Regions from separate parts of the Astyanax mexicanus genome. Here region 1 is linked to region 2. Evidence: chromatin contacts called from public Hi-C data. All regions are on one chromosome and are shown on one strand. The core of a region is the stretch at or near the end of the contact, and the rest is flanking DNA. Distances in the headings are between cores, read along the strand shown. Region 1 holds the start of ppwd1 (peptidylprolyl isomerase domain and WD repeat containing 1). Region 2 holds the start of cwc27 (CWC27 spliceosome associated cyclophilin).

Region 1 (3,470 bases), core at 787-3,286, 170 kb before region 2:
AAGCACATTAACAAGGTCAAAAACTATAGAACAGTTACATCATCATACAATAACTCAGAGCAATACTGAAGTATTGTTAAAACATCTAAATATATAGTGAATTTGATTTAGCAATATTCACAAAAATTCAATAAACATTAACTGAAAGCCAAAGCAACACACTCAGGTGGCTCCGGAAATGCTTGACAAACTCAATTCCCTCATCCTCCTTCTTCTTCCAGAACTTGACATGGCCATCTTGACTTGCTGTAATAATAAAGTCTGTTCTGTGGGCATAAAGAATAAAAGACATTAGTACGTGTGAATACTGTACTCTCAAAGGGAACAGCAGTGCATATTGCATGACAGCTGCTAGCAGTGTGTAAGCAAAATTGTAAAAGTTATGACGGTGACAGTGTTTCTCATCTGGGGTCCTGCAGTACTACCTAGTTCTTAAAAACATGTGGGCTGGAAGCAAGCTTTAAAATCACTGACTTACAACAAACTCAGAACAGTCAGCTTCATACATTTCTGAGTAAAATTTGTTAAAGACTAAACAATACAAAACAAATTACAAAACTAAAAACTTACAGAAATCTATTTGAGGTAAACCTGTTGAAAACAACTTACTTGGAGCAGGCAATATGGGAGATTATGTCTCTGTGCATGTAGCTGCGTTCATACATGGCTGCGGAAGGCAAGTTGTCCAGATACACTCTTTCATATTCGAGAACTGCAGATAAGGAAAAAAAGGATGATTATGCAGCAAGTTAGATTTTGGGTGATTATGTAAGTTTATATATATTTTTTTTAAAGGAATACAATCTGTGTTTCCTAACAAGTTCAATATTACATGCTGAATGACATTTAATTAGGTTTAAGATTAGCATTTTAAATGTTGGAGTAGAGGTGGGCGATATGGCCCTAAAATAATATCACAATATTTCATGATATTTTCACAATAACAGTACTCTTGGCGTAATGACAAAACACTGAATTACAAAAATATTTCAAGAATACACTTTTGCAACAAAATTTAATTTTAATTTTATTGTTGCATACAATACAGCACACCTCTAACTGAGATATTAAACAATAAAAGAACTTTATCAGATTTGTAACAGAAGTCAATTATCCAGAATGTCATGATACTAATATTGCACTCTATATATCTCCATACATCCAGGATTAAAGTAGAATAAATGATACGGTCAGAAATCTATCTCTAGTAGAAATATAATGGGAAATGAGAACAGTGTGATTTTTTCTTTTGATGAAAACAGCAAAAAGGTAGTACCCTGACGTGATAATTAGGGGTGGGTTTTATGGTACAAAATGTCTGGATATAATATCGATCACAATATTAAATAATGTTGGCGATATTATTGCGTCCGATACGATATGGCTGAGACTAGTTGGGGACCCCTGATCTAAAGTATAAAACATATTCTGGTCTGTTTAACACTTTCTGTTTACAGACTAATTCTGCAAGTGTAACAATAATAAAATTTACTACGTCAAAAATCATAAAAAGAAAAAAAAACACAATGAATGAGAAGACGTGTGTCCAAACTTTTGACTGGTACTACTGTAAGTTAGTGGTTACATAATTTTGTGTGTCAAAATCACATAAAAGCATAGACTTAATTGTTATAAATGTAAATAACAATAACAGAAAAACACAAAAATACAAAGTAAGTCTTATGGTTAGCGTCTTATTGAATCTATCGATTCCACCTTAAAAGCTGCAGCTGGTCCAGCCCCGGTCTATACAGCGCCGCACTGAAACTACAGCATTATTTAAGGTGGAACGGAAACTACAGCTGGATCACTCTAACCGAATCGTCTTTATTTTATAAAAGCAGTTCAGGTAAATAAGCTCACCTTTTCTTTTCTTGGTCTGAACAGCCTCAGTGGGCAGGGGGCCGACCCAGCCTTCATCTCCGTCCTCCTCCTCCTCTAGTTTTCGCTTGTTTTCTGAGCTCTCCCGCTCCGCGTCCGCAGCCATGTTTCAAACACAGCGTTCCTCGGCGGCGTGTTCCCGGACTGAGGTCAGTCAGCTCAGCCGCCGCTGCAGCGCCTCCTCTCGGTACGGAGCTGTAAAACCCCCTGTTGATCAGACCACACAGCCTACAGCATGATTCACCAATTCTAAAGATCTTTGCATTCTGTAATTCCATTAAAAAGGTAAAATCTGGCCTCACTTGATTTAAACAGTCATCACTGGTTATTTACACCTGAACTTCCCCCTGAATAAACATTTGGTAAAGACGCTCTGTCTCTTTATATCTCTCAGTTTGTATATAAAAAAACTCTCTTAAATTTACATGTATATGTATGTTAAATGGGTTTTTGAAGGGTATTTAAAAAATTGTTTGGTTTGTATTCTATAAAAGTGGGTCACTACTTAAGTGACTGTTTCTATTTATCTATCTACACACACATTTGCTGCTTTTCCAGACAGATTTTTGCTCATCAGCTATGTTTATGACTTCTAGCTCAAAGATAATTATTTTGTACAAAAATCTTCTTTAATAAACACACTGCATAAATAATATACTGGTTAAAAGTAAATAGTATTAATATGATCAAATATGCCCGCTAGGTGCATTATAACTAGAGTACCACTAGATGTCGCTGCAAAACTAGTTAATGCCCCTCAGGGAGGTATATGCGTTTTTTTTTTAGCCTGTTGGGATTTCAGTGAGACTCAAGAAGAATGAGCAAAACAGAGTGTGTTTTGTTTATTTACAGACGGGTTTATTAAAAATAGATAATAAATAGACATATTTGTTCGTTGTTTGTAAGTTGATTAAATAAATCATATAAAACTCACATACATATTAACTGTACATTAGTTCATATTCCTCAGATTAAAGGAGCAAACAAACACAAATGAATAACAAATACAAATACATATTAACAAAGAAACAAACATTTCCAAACAAACAAATAAATTAGGAATACCAACCTACTGTTTTATATGCTGCAAAAAGTACAGAATTACCCAATCAAAACACTTAAAAAAAAAATATATATATATATATATATAGTATCAGTAGCACTGCTGTGAATATTTGATTGGTTCAGCTCAAATAGTGCAGTAGCCAGTAGCCATGTTGGGTGCATCTGCTCCAGAGATTCCTATTCTTTTGGCAAAACCCACAGGGACTAGAACAGAAGATAATTATTTACATACTTGTATGTATTATATTTTACACACACACACACACACACACACACACACACACATATATATATATATATATATATATATATATATATATATATATATATATATATATGGGGTCTTGGGTACCTTCCTAAATCACATAAAAAATGCTCTAGTGCAGCCATGCTCTAATGTCTGAGTTGCTGTTGTTTCTGAAGCAGTAGGAGGAGCCTAAGCAACTGCAATATTTTAATAGTCTTTTTATATGTTCAATTCTGGTTGACAATAGGCTTTAATTGGCGTTATTTGCAACAAAACA
Region 2 (3,534 bases), core at 240-2,739:
TTCTTTAACATCCTGACTGGGGGAAAAACACTGCTAACCGCACTGCTGCCACCTAAAGCTAGCGAACCAACCTACAGTTCAGAGGCCCAAGATAGTTATGCCAGAGAATCTCTATAATAGAAAGGTTTGTTTAACCACCAGAGGGCGCACCCAAGTGAGTTTACTGTAGAAAATATAAAATATACAGGTGAGTTCTATATATTTTATTAGCAAAATACACTATTCCGACTTCCAAAATTAAAGGAATGTACCGGAGATGTATATATATATATATATATATATATATATATATATATATATATATATATATATATATATAAAATTACCTTACTATTTTTATTTTGAGTTGTAGCGGTTTAGCTCCATTCACCCCCATTTATTTTGATCTCACTCGCGGGTGCCCTCTAGCGATTCACAGTCATTTTCTGATAGAAATTATAGGAAGTGGGTAGGCTCTCCAACAAATCTTTTAATATTAAAAACGAACAAAATATCACATTTTAAAACCATTGTTATCATTACACATCAAAGACTGGTCAAGAATACCATCATAACCACCTCCTTGTTTCTACATACATTACCCACGGGACACAACAACTGGTAGACTTATTTCAGTCCAGCAGTGACATTGAGAAGTTTAAAAATAAGGGTTCATTTATAACCTGATTTACGTTAACTGATTAAGACTACTTTAAATGCTACTTAAAAGCTAATTGAAACACTACTGTGTTTTTAAAAGAGCCTGACCTTGAGGGACTGACACAGTTAGTGTTTTTGTGTGCCTGTCTTCAACTCCTCACTTATGTATTAGGGATTCACTTAAACTGAGAGTACACTAATGTGGTGCATATCTGAATAAACAAAAGTGTGTATGTGCTTGTTTAGACCTCTGGTGGCAAACTACAAAACGCTAACAACCATACAAACCTTACATGTGGGTCATTATAGGGAGAAAAATATAATGAGTATAATGCTGGGTCAGGCTTTTTACCATAATATTCGCCTCCTATTAGGATGCACATCTTCCACTTTCTCTTATATAATAAGCTCAAATGCCTGGAGCACAGAGTTAGAATACTTAATCTAACATGTTAATAATAGTTTAAATATAGTTGCTGACTAAAGGCAATCTGTACTATACGTGCATTATTATACATATATCAGGCATTATTATTGCCTATTGCAGTGCTAACTGAACCTAATGCACTGATAACAGACTAATACAAGTAAAATGTATGACATTATCAGGTAAATTGATAACATAGATAACAGCCTAATGTCAGTATCAGAGCCAAAGGGAATATTGAATAAACGCCTGTGTGTAAGTTCCCCGGCTTTCAGCGGGTGGCGGTAATGCTCACCGTAAGCTACTAGAGGAAGAAGAAGGAGAAGAGCCTGGTGTGTGTTGTTGTGTTTTGAGGACGAGCTGCATTTTTTTCACATTAAAATCTCTATACTCAGCTGAAATGGCTGTTCCAGGTATGTAAAACTAGCTACAGATCTGACTAGCTTAGATTAGCTGGTTTACCCCGTTTGTTCCTGTTTTGGCGGGAAGCGCGCGCCCGGAACATTCTGGAACAGTACTAGGTTAGCTTAGCTTAGCTTAGCTTAGCTAGGCTTACAGTAGCAGCTCCTATACAAAACTATATGTAGCTAAGATAACTATTAACTAACTAACTAGCTGAGCTAAGCTAGTTAACCTAACTACTGATGCTAGTTAGCGCACTAGTTTTGATCATATTTATTAAATACATATATGAATGTTGCACGGTGTCATTTAAACGTTGCCTTGTTAAAAAATCCCTTTTAGTTAAATAGCTAGGTTATCTTAAATAGCTTTTGTTCTCACAGCAACTATGTAAAGCTAGGTTAGCTAGATAACTAGCCAGCTCACTAGTTAGTTAACGTTACCATATTCAGCAAAAAAAACGTTAAATAAACGTTCACTATTTCATCGCTAGTGCGTATATACAGCTCTGGAGAGACCACTTCCGTTTCTGAATCAGTTTCTCTGATTTTGCTATTTATAGGTATATGTTTGAGCAAAATTATTCTATAAACTACAGACAACATTGCTTCCAAATAAAATGCAAAGAAATTATTAAATAATGCAAAGAAAACAAGTTTATATTCATAAAGTTTTAAGAGTTCAGAAATCAATATTTGGTGGAATAACACTGGTTTTTAATCACATTTTTCATGCACAGTCTTACACACTGCTTTTGTTTAACTTAATGCCACTCCTGCTGCAAAAAAGTCAAGCAGTTTCGCAGTTGGGGTTGGATCAGTTTCGCTTGGTTTGATGGCTTGCGATCATCCATCTTGCGTTTTCAATTTGGTAAAATTAAAGAAACTCATCATTTTTAAGTGGTCTTTCTCCAGAGCTGTACATATACTAGTGCATCAAAATAAAAATTTCAATGAAAAGTTACTATATTTCTGTAATTTAGTTCAAAATTTAAAGCTCATATATAATATAGATGTATTGATGATTATGGCTTGCATCCAATGAAAACCCCAACAGTCAATATCTTAGAAAATTAAAATATTATAAAAGACCAATTGGTACTTTTGGCAATGTGGGCAGTGTGCCAAGTCCTGCTGGATAATGAAATCTGCATCTCCATAAAAGTTATGAGCAGAGGGAAGCATGAAGTGCTGTAAGATTTTCTGGGAAAACACTGCACTGACTTTGGACTTGGATAATAAAACACAGTGGACCAACACCAGCAGATGACATGACTCTCCAAACCATCACTGATCATCAGTAAATTTTGCATTTCATTTTGGAAAACAAGGGACCAGAGTCTGGAGGAAGAGTGAAGAGACACACAGTCTTGAGATCTACTGTGACATTTCCACAATCAGTAATGGTTTGGAGAGGCATGTCATCTGCTGGTGTTGGTCTACTGTCAAACAAGTTATAAAGTCCAAAGATATTCTGGACAATTAAACAATTGTGGTGTATTAAAACTTTTGACTAGTACTGCATATCTTTACTAATGGGTTTATAATTGTTTTTTAAACAGGTGTTAATAAGGATAATATTCGAGCTGGATGTAAAAGATGTGGCTATCGTAAGTATTGAGAATGATCCGTTTGGATCATATTTACTTTGTATTCAGCTTTTAATTAGCATTATTACTGTAATTCTTTATTGTTGCAAAACAAATGATTTCCTTACTTTGCCAGCGGGTCACCTGACGTTCGAGTGTCGTAACTTTGTGCGAGTGGACCCCAGGAAGGACATCGTTTTGGACGTTAGCAGCACAAGCACTGAAGAGAGCGAGGAAGAAGAGCAGGCGGCTGTCAGCAAGGAGAAGATCTTTGGGAGCAATTCTAAAGGTTTGGGCATTATTTGATAATTAGTTTGATCTGCTTAACTATAACTTTTTTCTAGATTTGCAATCACTGATGGCTATAGTGTTAATTATTTCTGGACTCTAAAATGGAAAGTGTAGAAAATGACAGGAATGCTGATAATCAGAGTTTGATATTTGCTTCCTCTGCAGGTTCTCAGGAGGACTCAAAAAA

Evidence for each region. Hi-C and Micro-C count contacts between places; a contact is called where the count stands out from the background.
Region 1: a Hi-C map of muscle shows a contact between it and region 2, with 11 times the contacts expected there. The contact joins the promoter of ppwd1 here to the promoter of cwc27 in region 2. A contact is called at or near these places in 2 of 3 Hi-C or Micro-C datasets (both in muscle).

What each region holds. Positions count from the first base shown.
Region 1 is chr20:22,824,629-22,828,098 of AstMex3_surface, reverse strand. ppwd1 (peptidylprolyl isomerase domain and WD repeat containing 1) reads right to left here and starts at 2,036. Exons shown (of 11, transcript XM_022681198.2): 1 at 1,864-2,036; 2 at 610-712; 3 at 163-266. The coding sequence starts at 1,987.
Region 2 is chr20:22,656,365-22,659,898 of AstMex3_surface, reverse strand. cwc27 (CWC27 spliceosome associated cyclophilin) reads right to left here and starts at 1,489. Exons shown (of 15, transcript XM_049468458.1): 1 at 1,362-1,489. It overlaps srek1ip1 (SREK1-interacting protein 1), which reads left to right and starts at 1,354. Exons shown (of 5, transcript XM_007255008.4): 1 at 1,354-1,479; 2 at 3,030-3,077; 3 at 3,193-3,345; 4 at 3,513-3,534. The coding sequence starts at 1,467.